Linked DNA regions of Sus scrofa: all the other regions are linked to region 1. The links are chromatin contacts, called in public Hi-C and HiChIP or PLAC-seq maps. All regions are on one chromosome and are shown on one strand. The core of a region is the stretch at or near the end of the contact, and the rest is flanking DNA. Distances in the headings are between cores, read along the strand shown. Region 1 overlaps C9H1orf21. Region 2 overlaps LOC110255527 (a long non-coding RNA gene). Region 3 overlaps TSEN15 (tRNA-splicing endonuclease subunit Sen15). Region 4 overlaps TSEN15 (tRNA-splicing endonuclease subunit Sen15).

The links. Hi-C and Micro-C count contacts between places; a contact is called where the count stands out from the background. HiChIP or PLAC-seq counts read pairs in DNA pulled down with a chosen protein or histone mark.
Region 2: a contact with region 1 is called in a Hi-C map of skeletal muscle, with 2.1 times the contacts expected there. The contact joins two enhancer-like sites. A contact is called at or near these places in 2 of 47 Hi-C or Micro-C datasets (embryonic fibroblasts and skeletal muscle) and 1 of 2 datasets of contacts at active chromatin or transcription factors (skeletal muscle).
Region 3: an H3K27ac HiChIP or PLAC-seq map of skeletal muscle shows a contact between it and region 1. The contact joins two enhancer-like sites. A contact is called at or near these places in 6 of 47 Hi-C or Micro-C datasets (alveolar macrophages, brain, fetal heart ventricle and 2 more) and 1 of 2 datasets of contacts at active chromatin or transcription factors (skeletal muscle).
Region 4: a contact with region 1 is called in an H3K27ac HiChIP or PLAC-seq map of skeletal muscle. The contact joins two enhancer-like sites. A contact is called at or near these places in 6 of 47 Hi-C or Micro-C datasets (epiblast stem cells, mesenteric adipose tissue, omental adipose tissue and 1 more) and 1 of 2 datasets of contacts at active chromatin or transcription factors (skeletal muscle).

What each region holds. Positions count from the first base shown.
Region 1 is chr9:125,804,299-125,806,998 of Sscrofa11.1, reverse strand. All of the region lies in intron 3 of C9H1orf21, which reads right to left. Among named protein-coding and RNA genes, the nearest start is that of EDEM3, 180 kb to the left of the region's middle. Within about 2 kb of position 1,423, at least 13 of the 83 cell types and tissues checked have an H3K27ac peak or open chromatin away from gene starts, as enhancers often do. A contact at or near this core is called in skeletal muscle, where this site is marked.
Region 2 is chr9:125,467,346-125,470,045 of Sscrofa11.1, reverse strand. All of the region lies in intron 1 of LOC110255527 (a long non-coding RNA gene), which reads left to right. Among named protein-coding and RNA genes, the nearest start is that of C9H1orf21, 140 kb to the left of the region's middle. Within about 2 kb of position 1,380, at least 1 of the 83 cell types and tissues checked has an H3K27ac peak or open chromatin away from gene starts, as enhancers often do. A contact at or near this core is called in skeletal muscle, where this site is marked.
Region 3 is chr9:125,355,692-125,358,391 of Sscrofa11.1, reverse strand. The region is part of intron 7 of TSEN15 (tRNA-splicing endonuclease subunit Sen15); the gene reads right to left. Among named protein-coding and RNA genes, the nearest start is that of TSEN15, 56 kb to the right of the region's middle. Within about 2 kb of position 1,416, at least 4 of the 83 cell types and tissues checked have an H3K27ac peak or open chromatin away from gene starts, as enhancers often do. A contact at or near this core is called in skeletal muscle, where this site is marked.
Region 4 is chr9:125,322,615-125,325,314 of Sscrofa11.1, reverse strand. The region is part of intron 4 of TSEN15 (tRNA-splicing endonuclease subunit Sen15); the gene reads right to left. Among named protein-coding and RNA genes, the nearest start is that of TSEN15, 23 kb to the right of the region's middle. Within about 2 kb of position 1,409, at least 2 of the 83 cell types and tissues checked have an H3K27ac peak or open chromatin away from gene starts, as enhancers often do. A contact at or near this core is called in skeletal muscle, where this site is marked.

The DNA of each region.
Region 1 (2,700 bases), core at 174-2,673:
TTCTTTGTATCTATCAAAACACCCAGCACCTTGCTACATGGGAGCATTTGTAAGCCTCCTAGTCAGCTGTATTTGCATCAAAAAGTCAGTTTTACATTTGCTTATAAACACCATGTAATTTCTACTTTGGGTTGGTTTGCCGAGGAAGGAGAAGAGTAAAGACATCTGCCTTTAAAAAAGAGAAAAAAGAAAACAAACAAAACCAAGACAGGCTGGAGGAACGATGAGGCTAATGGGAGCCTCTGATAGAGCAGAGCCAACAGAGAGGGCTGAGAGCCATGCCGCGTCCGGGGTGCTCTGGGAACAGGAACAGAGAATTACACTGGAAGATGACGGAAGAGGTAGCTAAGACATTATTTCCCTTGGCAAGAAAAAGCTATTTAAATGGCATTTGACACTCATAAACTTCGTACCTAAAATAAACTGGGACCAAGTGGGAATAAGATGAAGCCATTTAAAAGGGCCCTTGGTAGGCAGTTTGTAGAGCTGTGTTTTTATGATCCATCCGTACTGGTATCGGAATCATCTAGAATGCTTGTTAAAATACAGATTCCCAGGCCCCACACAACACCTCCAGAGTGTGCATCTCTGCGACTGTGCCCAGGAATCTGCACTTTAATTTCATTTTGAAATTTTACATAAATACATATACTTTTTTTCTGGCTGTGCCCACGGCATGTGGAAGTTCCTGGGCCAGGGTCTGAACCCACAACACAGCAGCAACCCAAGCCAGAGCCGTGACAATGCCAGATCCTTAACCCATTTTTTGAGGCACCAGGGAACTTCAGAATCTGCATTTTAAACAAGAGTCCAAGGTGATTCTTAACTCAAAACAGTTTGAGGACTTTTATTTCAGAGAAAAGGTACTTTTGGGCTTAGAGTTCCCTCTCTCAGCCTTCCTGAAGGCAGTTTTCCAACTGAGCCTTGGGGTCTTGCAGAGCTGCCTCAGGGCTCAATAGCAGGCCCTCCCAGAGCAGCAACCCCTTGAATTGTATATTCAGGAGCTTTCAACTCATGTTGGAAAGAAGCAGCCATTTCTCAAAAATGTTTGCAAACCACGGTCAGGTAGTGACAGGTTTATTTAAACAGCAAATCAAAGAACTTCTTTAGCTTGGAACAATTTTACTTCTTTATGCACAGAACACACTTGTCAGGGTCTAGAGTAAACTCATCATTCTCTTCTTAGATTCTCTCCTGTTGGAGGCAGTCAGACCGACTTTATTTCTCCTGCTGTTCCCGATCCCCAAAGGGAAAGTCAGAACACCAAGATAAACTGATGGCTTCTTTACAACATGCTCTCAAACTTCAGCTCCTTAACTGTGAAGGAAGCAACAGATCGAGTCCAGGGAATTGAAGAAAGCACCCTACCCCCTGCTGGCGAGAGGAATTTCTTTCCTCCTGTCACTTCTTTGCCTGTGGTCCCACAAAGTCGGAGAGCACTGGGGCAGCTGCAGTCCTGGGAGGGGCCCAGAGTTAGTCTGAGTGGGAATGTGAAGGGATTTCATTTTCTTTTTTCTGGGCTCAATAGCAGGAAGTTCTATCTTATAAAGAAAGCCCAGGGGCCAGATGTATGCAGGAAGCTGGAAGCCTAGAGAAAAACAGTGGAGGCGGAGTCGTAGCTCCTGGGACGGAGGGGACTACACAGAGAAAAGACACAAAAGCACTACATGTGAACTCCCAATGGGTTTCCTTCCACACACAGACTCTGTGTGTGTGTACTTTCCAACCACTGCATTTCAAAAAGTACCCGAAAACTGGAAAAGGTAAACACTTTAACTAGAATTAGGAGATTTGGGTCCATACACATGAAGAACACGTTCAGCTTCGAAGGTGACAATGAGGGAGTTCCCTGGTGGCTACACACCCAAATGCAAGAGACTGGAGAAAGGAGAGCCCTACTATGTGCTTGGAAGGAACAAAACTGGAATATTTATAAACAGCCCTAATGACTACCATAACGCTTACTTTAAAAAAACAAAAACAAACCTATATTTTCTTTTCTTTTCTTTTCTTTTCTTTCTTTCTTTCTTTTTTTTTTTCTTTCTTTTTCTTTCTTTCTTTCTTTCTTTCTTTCTTTTTTTCTTTCTTTCTTTCTTTCTTTCTTATTTTCTTTCCTTCCTTCCTTCTTTCTTTTTCTTTTTTTTTTTTAGGGCTGCATTCGAGCATATGGAAGTTCCCAGGCTAGGGGTCGAATCGGAGCTGTTGCTGCCGGTCTACGCCATAGCCACAGCAACCTAAAATCCAAGCCGCATCTGCGACCTACACCACAGCTCACAGAAACACCAGATCCTTAACCCACTGGGCCAGGCCAGGGATGGAACCCAGAATCTCATGGATACTAGTCAGACTTGTGACCCCGGAGCCCCAAGGGGAATTCCTTTTTTTTTTTTTTTCTTTGTGGCCACACTGTGGTATATGGAAGTTCCTGGGCCAGGGACTGACAACACTGGATCCTTGAACTCACTGTGCAAGGCTGGGGATTGAACCTGCACCGTCACCGCAAGCCGAGCAGCTGCAGTCGGATTCTTAACCTACTGTGCCACAGTGGGAACTTCAAAAAGTGTATTTTCTTGACCAAGAACTACCTAACACTGATCACTGGGAACTTCCTTTCTCAAGAGTCTGATGTGTAAATTCATCAAGTATCTTATTTGTACTACATGTGGGGAAAAAACCGTAATTACCGAACGTTTGAACGGG
Region 2 (2,700 bases), core at 131-2,630, 340 kb after region 1:
GGAGGGGGAAAGTGGATGGAGGTCCTGGGCAAGAGGAGGCTGCAGCTGCCCAGAGCTCGAGGGGTGGCTGGTGAGGGAGGGAAGGGGAGGGAGGAGACACCTGAGTGATGAGGCTCAGGAAGGCTCGGAAGGTAGAGCTTGGGCCTGATGGAGCTGAGTGCTAGCGTAGGACAGGCGGCAGGAAGCCGGAGGATTCATGGAAAGCCCTTAGGAGAGACGCTGTCCATGAGACCCCCTCCCCAGCACATGCAGCTGCCGAGTATCCATCTCCAAAGGAAACTAGGGTGTCCTTCAAAGCACCGAATGGCCCCAGAGCACAGACTGCCCTTGAAGCATTGAAAGTCCTTCTGAGGAAGGCGGGCCTATTGTATCAACATCCGAATGCAGTGGTCCTCAACCATATTTTGCCCCCCAGAGGACATTTGACAGTGTCTGGAGAAGACATTTTTGGTTGTCTGCGAGGACAACCAACTTGGGACAGGAGCTACTGGCATCTGGAAGGTGGAGGCCAGCAGTGCTGCTAAACGTCCTGCAATGCACAGGAGAGACCCATACAACACAGAAGCATCTGGCCCCAAATGTCGGTGGTGCCAAGTTTGAGAAACCCTGCTCTAACACAAAGCCCTCCAGTTTGTCAAGTTCCCCCAAACCCCAAGCAGTGCTGCATGTCCATTTCGGCAACATCACCAACGATCAACTCAATCAAGGCCCTGGCCAGTGCCTGGTGCTGTGCGAGATGCTTTATGGCGGAACCAGGAGACAGGTCACTGGGAGCACGGAGAAGTGGGGGGTTTCAGTGTTGCTTGAAAAATTCTGAGAGTGTACAACCACATTTTTTTAAAAGAAGGAAAAGAAAGCCTGAGAATTAGTTAAGAGCAAAGAAAGAGTTCCTGTGCCATGCCCGGGGTGACAAAGGGTTGACCACAATACCCATCAATGGCCAGCAGAGGGCAGCTGGGGCAACAGAGCAGGAGTAGGGGAATTTCTGCCCTTCAAGGCGACAATGCCAATAATGAGGATGCACTAGCAGAAGTCAGGAGTTCAGCTGGAATCAAACACAGGAGAAAGAGAAGATAGTTGCTCACTGACTCCAGGACAACACAGATTTCACGTGGTTGAGAGATGAGACCATGGAAAAACTGGGAACCCAGGGATGTTGGCCCAGGTGGCATTGGGCTTGGGCTGGAAAGCCAGATCCGTTGCCAGGTACTGGGCTCACAACAGAGCAAGAGGAAATCGGCCTCTGACATGCTTTCAAGGGGCAACTGGGTGCGGGTAACATTCACCTGCTCCTCTTCTCAGCCTCCACTCTGCTTCTCATGGGTCCAGTGCCTGGGATAGCAGTCAGAGGACAGCAGAAAGGACGGAGCTGCAGGGCACGCAGTGATGTAAGTCCCTCTGGAAGAGGTAAAATTCAGAGCTGCCAGGAATGTGGAAACCTGACCCTGGTTGGAAGCGGACGATTCTATGTCCCTGCCAAACAGTCTCAGGATGGCCCTGCAAAGCCAGCATCTCACTCCAGGGCAGCCTACACAGATCTCCTTTACAAATCACCCCTATCGGAACTCTTTTGTAGAAGTAAAGCAAAGAAGGCGATCCCTTTAGGGGCATTTACAGGGAGGACATGGAGCTATTCTGGGACAACACAGGTGAAATTTTGAGGACCAGTGAACAAACAGGGCCACCTCCCAGTAGTCATTTTTATCATTACTGATGATAATGGCTTACCCATTCTCCAAGTTTATTTCATGGATGTCTGAAATAGAATCAAGTCTGAACATTGCAGAAATCTCCCTTATTTACGAAGCATGAAGAGGAGAAGGTCTGAATGCCCAGGAATTTGGGCTGGAGCTGATATAACCTCCACATGCTAGGTGGGATACCATTGCTGACCTATTCTAGAAGTCCAGTAACACTGGCACACAACCACTTCAAGTGTGCAATATTCTGGTTTATTTGCTATTTTAAAAAACACTTTTTGCTTGTTATCTATCAGAACCAGAAATAATTTTCCAATACCAAAAAAAGTGGGGGGTGGGGATGAAATACATGTTATTTAAGTACTGGCCACTGCCCTAAGTACTTTTTCTATTCTGACATTTAATCCTGAGAACAGTCATTTGCGTAGTTATTATGACGCCACTTCACAGACGAAGAAGCCAGCGTTCTAAGATATCACTGTAAAAAACTAACACGTTTTTATGAAGCGCTTTCTATACCAGGAACTGAGCTATACTCTGGGGGAAACAGATAAAGTACCAGAGTCTCCCCCATGCCGGTAGGATTTGATATGCACCCGGACAATTACATATTAGAAACACTCTAATGGAAATGGGAGCTCCTGGGATCTGCCTGAAGGAGCCAGGGATGACTTCAAAGTGAGGTGACACCCACTGACTCTGGAAAGGACAGGGATTTTCCAGTCCTCCCGCCTACCTGATGTCATACCCTTGTGCTGTGGCAAAGTGAGCTTGCCAGTTTCCATGGAAATTCCCTGCAGGCTAATCAAAGCCCACTTAAATTTAAAATGGGTAGAGCCTGATATTCTCTGATGCATCCCAGTGTCTACTTCTACAAGTAGGGTTCGGTGGTCCATCATGAACCTTTGGGGGAATCCTTAAGATGGGACAAGACTGATAAAGTAGCTGACCGGCTGGCTGTCACCACCCTTTCTTCTTGTCCTGCAGCTGGAACACATGT
Region 3 (2,700 bases), core at 167-2,666, 450 kb after region 1:
GTCACAGGCCCCTTACTCAAAACATTTGAAGCCAGATGAGTTTAGAAATTCAGAATTAAAATTAAAGAACGATAACATGGGGAATTCCCGTCATGGCTCAGTGGTTAATGAATCTGACTAGGAACCATGAGGTTGTAGGTTCGATCCCTGGCCTGGCTCAGTGGGTTAAGGATGTGGCATTGCCGTGAGCTGTGGTATATGTTGCAGACGCGGCTCGGATCCTGCATTGCTGTGGCTTTGGCGTAGGCTGGCGGCTACAGCTCCGATTGGACCCCTAGCCTGGGAACCTCCATATGCTGTGGGAGCGGCCCAAGAAATGGCAAAAAGACAAAAAAGACAAAAAAAAAAAAAAAAGAAAGAAAGAAAGAAAGATAACATGGCATAGGTGCCGTATATTACAGAACCCCCCTCAGGGTCTTAAGGAGTGCCCTAGACTCAGTCATAATTTCTGCATCAAAAATAGGAAGATTTATACTAAGTGGGATAAAGCTCATGAAATGTTTCATTTTGGAATAGCAGGTAAAGAACTGTGACCCAGAGAAGTTAAGCAACTTGCTCATGATCACGCACCAGAATTTGAGCCCCCAAGAATTGGGCTAGGGCCCTTGTTCTAACCACTACACAGAACAACCTCCAGCAATGAAACCCTTTCTCCAAAGTGAATGGAGATAGTAAGAGACCTGGATCTGACTCATATGGCGAGAGCTGCTTTGTGTTTTTTGTTTGGCTGTGCCCGTGGCATATGAAAGTTCCCGGGCCAGGGGTCAAACCGAGCCACAGCAGTGACAATAATGGATCCTTAACCCGCTAGGGCACCAAGGAACTCTGAGAGCTGCTTTTTGTTAATATCTAAATAAATAAATAAATTTATTTTTATAATATCCCAGAAACAAAATTGAAAACATGGTTGCATTTGAAACACCAATGCTATAAAACACCACCCTACAAAAAAAATAATAGCTACCATTTCTTAAAAATTTACTGAATAATTTACATATATTCATCTCACTGAACCCCTACACAAGAGGCCTAAGAGATAGGTTTTATTAGTACCACCCATTTTAAAGATGAGATTAAAGAATTTACCCAAGGTCACTCTTCAATAGGGGTCTAGGCAGGAGATCCAATCTGGGGCTGCTGAAGCCTGTGTCCCTTCCACTGCACTGCCCTGCCTCCAAAGGACTGGAGAAGGCTGCCGACCATTGCTGTGTGGTTCACCCAAGGTCACAGGAGAGCCAGCCCAGAGCACCAACCCTGGCCTCGCTGCCTCAGAAGGCCTTACAGTGTTCGACTTCTCCTTTGGAAAGAGCCACAACTCAATATCATTTCTTTCCTGCTGCCCACTCTTGCCACTCTGAGAAAAGAACAGTACCTAGTGTTCACTAAAAGATGCAAGGGAATTGATTGGAAGGAAAATGTTATCTTCTGCCAATCCTGGCCACAGTGTTGTACCATTCTATATTTAGATAAGTGCTCTGTGCAGCCAAAGAGGCAATAAAAACAAGCTAAAAAGGTACTAGGCTCATGCCAGGAAACACTAAGAAGTAGCAAGTTCTTATTCTTTGCCCAAAGATGATTATTTGAAAAAAGGGAGAAAGACAATAAAAACAAGCAATCTCCCCGCAAACACACAGTGCTTTAAGGTCTGGGGCATCTCATACCCTCAGGGCAGGTGAGGAAGGAATGAGGATAGCAGGGTCCTCTCCCACCTTTACAGAAATGAGGCCCTAAGGAGGGAACCTGAGCAGGTGTCAGCCTGAACTCCTTTTGAAGTCAGGGAAGAATATGGACAGGGAAGTCATAGGCTGGCCGGAGGGACCCCCCCAGTGCATCAGGTATCAGCGGCAACTCCATAGACCAAACCTGAACTCTGGTATTTCAAAAAGGGAAAGATGAGTTTGAAAGATGATTTGAGGTTCATTCATTCATGGGTCTGTTGGCTTGATGGGTAACCAAGGTCCAAGCTCCCCAGTCCCCTTGAGAACCCCTTCTCTGGGCTCCTCCAGCAAGTTGGAATTCCTCCATTATTTATAGCAACAGATACTTCCATCATTAACTGTATTCCACTACAGTTATTTGCATGTGTTTTATCTTTTTCAATAAACTACACCCTCTTTGAGTGTAGAGAACAGCCCCTAGGTTTTTTATAACCTCTATAGAAGCTAGCATGGTATCTATTAAATTGAGATGTTTTAAATGTACCTCTTGCTCAAAGCCTTTTTTTCAGTTGTTATCTTCTACTGGTTGGAGCCAGGAAGTAGTAGTCTCTTCCAGTCCTGTGAAGCAGTAGAATTCTGGGCTCCATCTGGTCCCTTTCATCTCTGCTCTCACACAAACCAGTTCTTGCCTGAGCATATTTTGTCTTGCTAGACTTTGTTGAATGCAGTAAGTGATAACCAATCTCCCCCTTAGAGACAAAGGCTTGTCAGACACTTGGCCTGCCTTTTAAATTGTCAGTAGCAAAAGATCTACCAAATGCAGTGCCACCCCTTCCACAGGCCTATGCCTTCCCAGACTCCAGTATCAATGTCTGTGCCACCTACTGCCCAACTGCTGCATCAGTGCAACATATTTTAGGTTCTTCTGACATTATCCCCCACCTCAAAGGGCCCATTTCTAAATCCACTAGAGTAATCAACACTAGCTTCTATAATAAATAAACCCCAGAATTTCAGGGACCTACCACAGTATCAGTCTGTT
Region 4 (2,700 bases), core at 160-2,659, 480 kb after region 1:
GCTAAAATGCTACAGTCTCATTTAACCTCTGGTTTTAATTTAGAAGACACAGAACAAAGTTTCCTTATGTGCCTATTTTTTTAAAAGCTCAGTTCTTTGGAAAAATAGAGATGTTTCATCACACAAATCTAATAATTTGGATAAAGCCTTCTACAGTTTATATTTGATAGAAATCCACATATGTAAAAGATAACCTATATATTAATAAGAAGAATTTCAGGTTTTTGAGTTCAATATATTTCAAGAGAAAAGTCCCACCTAAAGAAAGAGATAAATCAGTAATAATCACAGTTGTTAATCAAGAGTAACAGAATTTGGAGTTCCCGTCGTGGCGCAGTGGTTAACGAATCCAACTAGGAACCAGGAGGTTGCGGGTTCGGTCCCTGCCCTTGCTCAGTGGGTTAACGATCCGGCATTGCCGTGAGCTGTGGTGTAGGTTGCAGACGCAGCTCGGATCCCGTGTTGCTGTGGCTCTGGCGTAGGCGGGTGGCTACAGCTCCAATTCAACCCCTAGCCTGGGAATCTCCATATGCCGCGGGAGTGGCCCAAGAAATAGCAACAACAACAACAACAACAAAAAGACAAAAGACAAAAAAAAAAAAAAAGAGTAACAGAATTTGATGTCTACAACAGGTTTTTCTTTCTTATAACTGTTAAGAGAGGAGCTTAGCATTCTGAAAACAAAGTGATTCCAAATTTTAACAAAGCTAACGTTATTTGGCTACTGCCCTTCCTCCAAGGTACTTAAATACTTTCCATAAGCCTTAGCATTTGTGTTTTTGTAACAACCCTACAACAGAGACTAAGTAACCTCTGGAGATACGCACAGAGGACAAGAAATTTGAAGACAACATTAAATTTAATTTCAAATGTTGTCAAACTAGAATGCATCATAGGTTAAAATTATTATTAATTTCAACTCACACAAAGCAATATCTCCTTCTGTCATTTTTAATGTGGCCAAACTGATAAATGCTGCAGCTGCATCAACAAAAGACATTAACTCCCCGATCTGCCTCATTATGATTTATTTAAACAACACACCATAATGCAACTGCGGAACACAATGCAAATTAAACTTGTGCCCAAGGAGCCTTATCCACTCACAGGCTCGATCCTGAACAAAGTTTCAAGAGTAATAGACCACCTCCTTTTGAATCATGCCAATGCCTTCCTAGGAAAAAATCAAGGCAGCTGAAGTCCCAGGGGGTTATTGAACAATTAGGTGCCTGTGTGGCTATTCACCCTGGTGGGAAGCCATTCTGCGAAAATAAACTGTAAGGGTTTTTTTGTTTGTTTGTTTTTGAGGGTAAGAAAAAAAAAATGCTATGCCAGTTGAAGGAAGCTGCCAGAACTGGGAGTTTTAACAGTAACAGATTTCCAACAGAGGTAGTCTGAGGACACACATCCTGATATGCAGGGAAGCCAAATGACAGGAATCATTTTCCTAGTTATTATTAGACTTCAGGCCTCATATAAAATAATAGCCATTAATTTGTAATAAAGAACATAATTCTGGAGAGAGGAAATATTTTTTGATGATAGGAAAATGGAGTATCCTTCAAAAAACATGTAACATTTCAGACTTAAGTCTCATAACTAAGAACATCTTTTAAAATGTTCTAAAGAAGGAACTAAATTGTTTCTAATAACTCTTTACTCCACCATTAATATAAGCCCTTCTCCTAAGGCACAAAGGAAAAAGAAGGGTTGAATGGTGAAGGGAGTGGTGGTACTGGCAGGGGAGGAAGATATGGGTGAAAAAGAATTTAACTAAAAGGTAAGGAAACTATTTATAGCACTGGCAGAGTGGCTCTTCAGACTTCTGACTGTTCTCTATCCTGGGAGGTATACAGTTATAGTTACAGGGTAAAGTGTGGTAATAAGCAGTGATAAACCTTGCAAGCAGATGAATTCTGAAGACATTCTAATTTCTTAGAAACTCTTGAAAGGCTGCTTGCAGCACATCTTTGTGTTCTTTAAGATATTATTCAGCAAGTCTCTGCTGCAGGAACTGAAGAGTTTAAGAGAATCATTCATTCATCCAACAAATACCTATTTAACACCAAACACAAGGCACCAGGCAAGGCACTGGGAAAAAGAACGAACACAACAAAGCTCCTGCTTCCATAGGGGATGTGGGGAGGAAAGAGAGTAAACAAACAAACAAACAAAAAAGCCCACTATACAATATACTGAGTAGCAATAAATGCAGTAAGTGTTATAAAGGAGGGCCACTTCATAGGTTGCATTAGTACAAGAGGTGAGATGACAGTAGCTTACACCAGAATGATGCAGTATAGCAGAAGTGGCGAGAAAAGGTCAGATTTTGGATATACTTTTAAGGGAGAACTGACAGATTTTGTTAACAAATTAATTTGGCAGTCTGAGAACTGGGTGGACTAAAACTAATAAGAGATTATAGCAAGGTTAATGTGTCAAGATCAATTGCTTTCCTGTACACCAGCACTGAACAACTGGAATTTCAAATAAAAAACACAACATTTACATTGGCATCAAAAAAGTGAAATGCTTAGGTATAAACCTAAAAAAATATATGTACAGGATCTATATAAGGAAAACTGTAAAACTCTGATGACAGAAATCATAGACGATCTGAATAAATGGAGAAACAGTCCATAATCATGGATTGGAAGGTTCAAATATTGTTAAGATGCCAATTCTTCTTATTGTGATCTA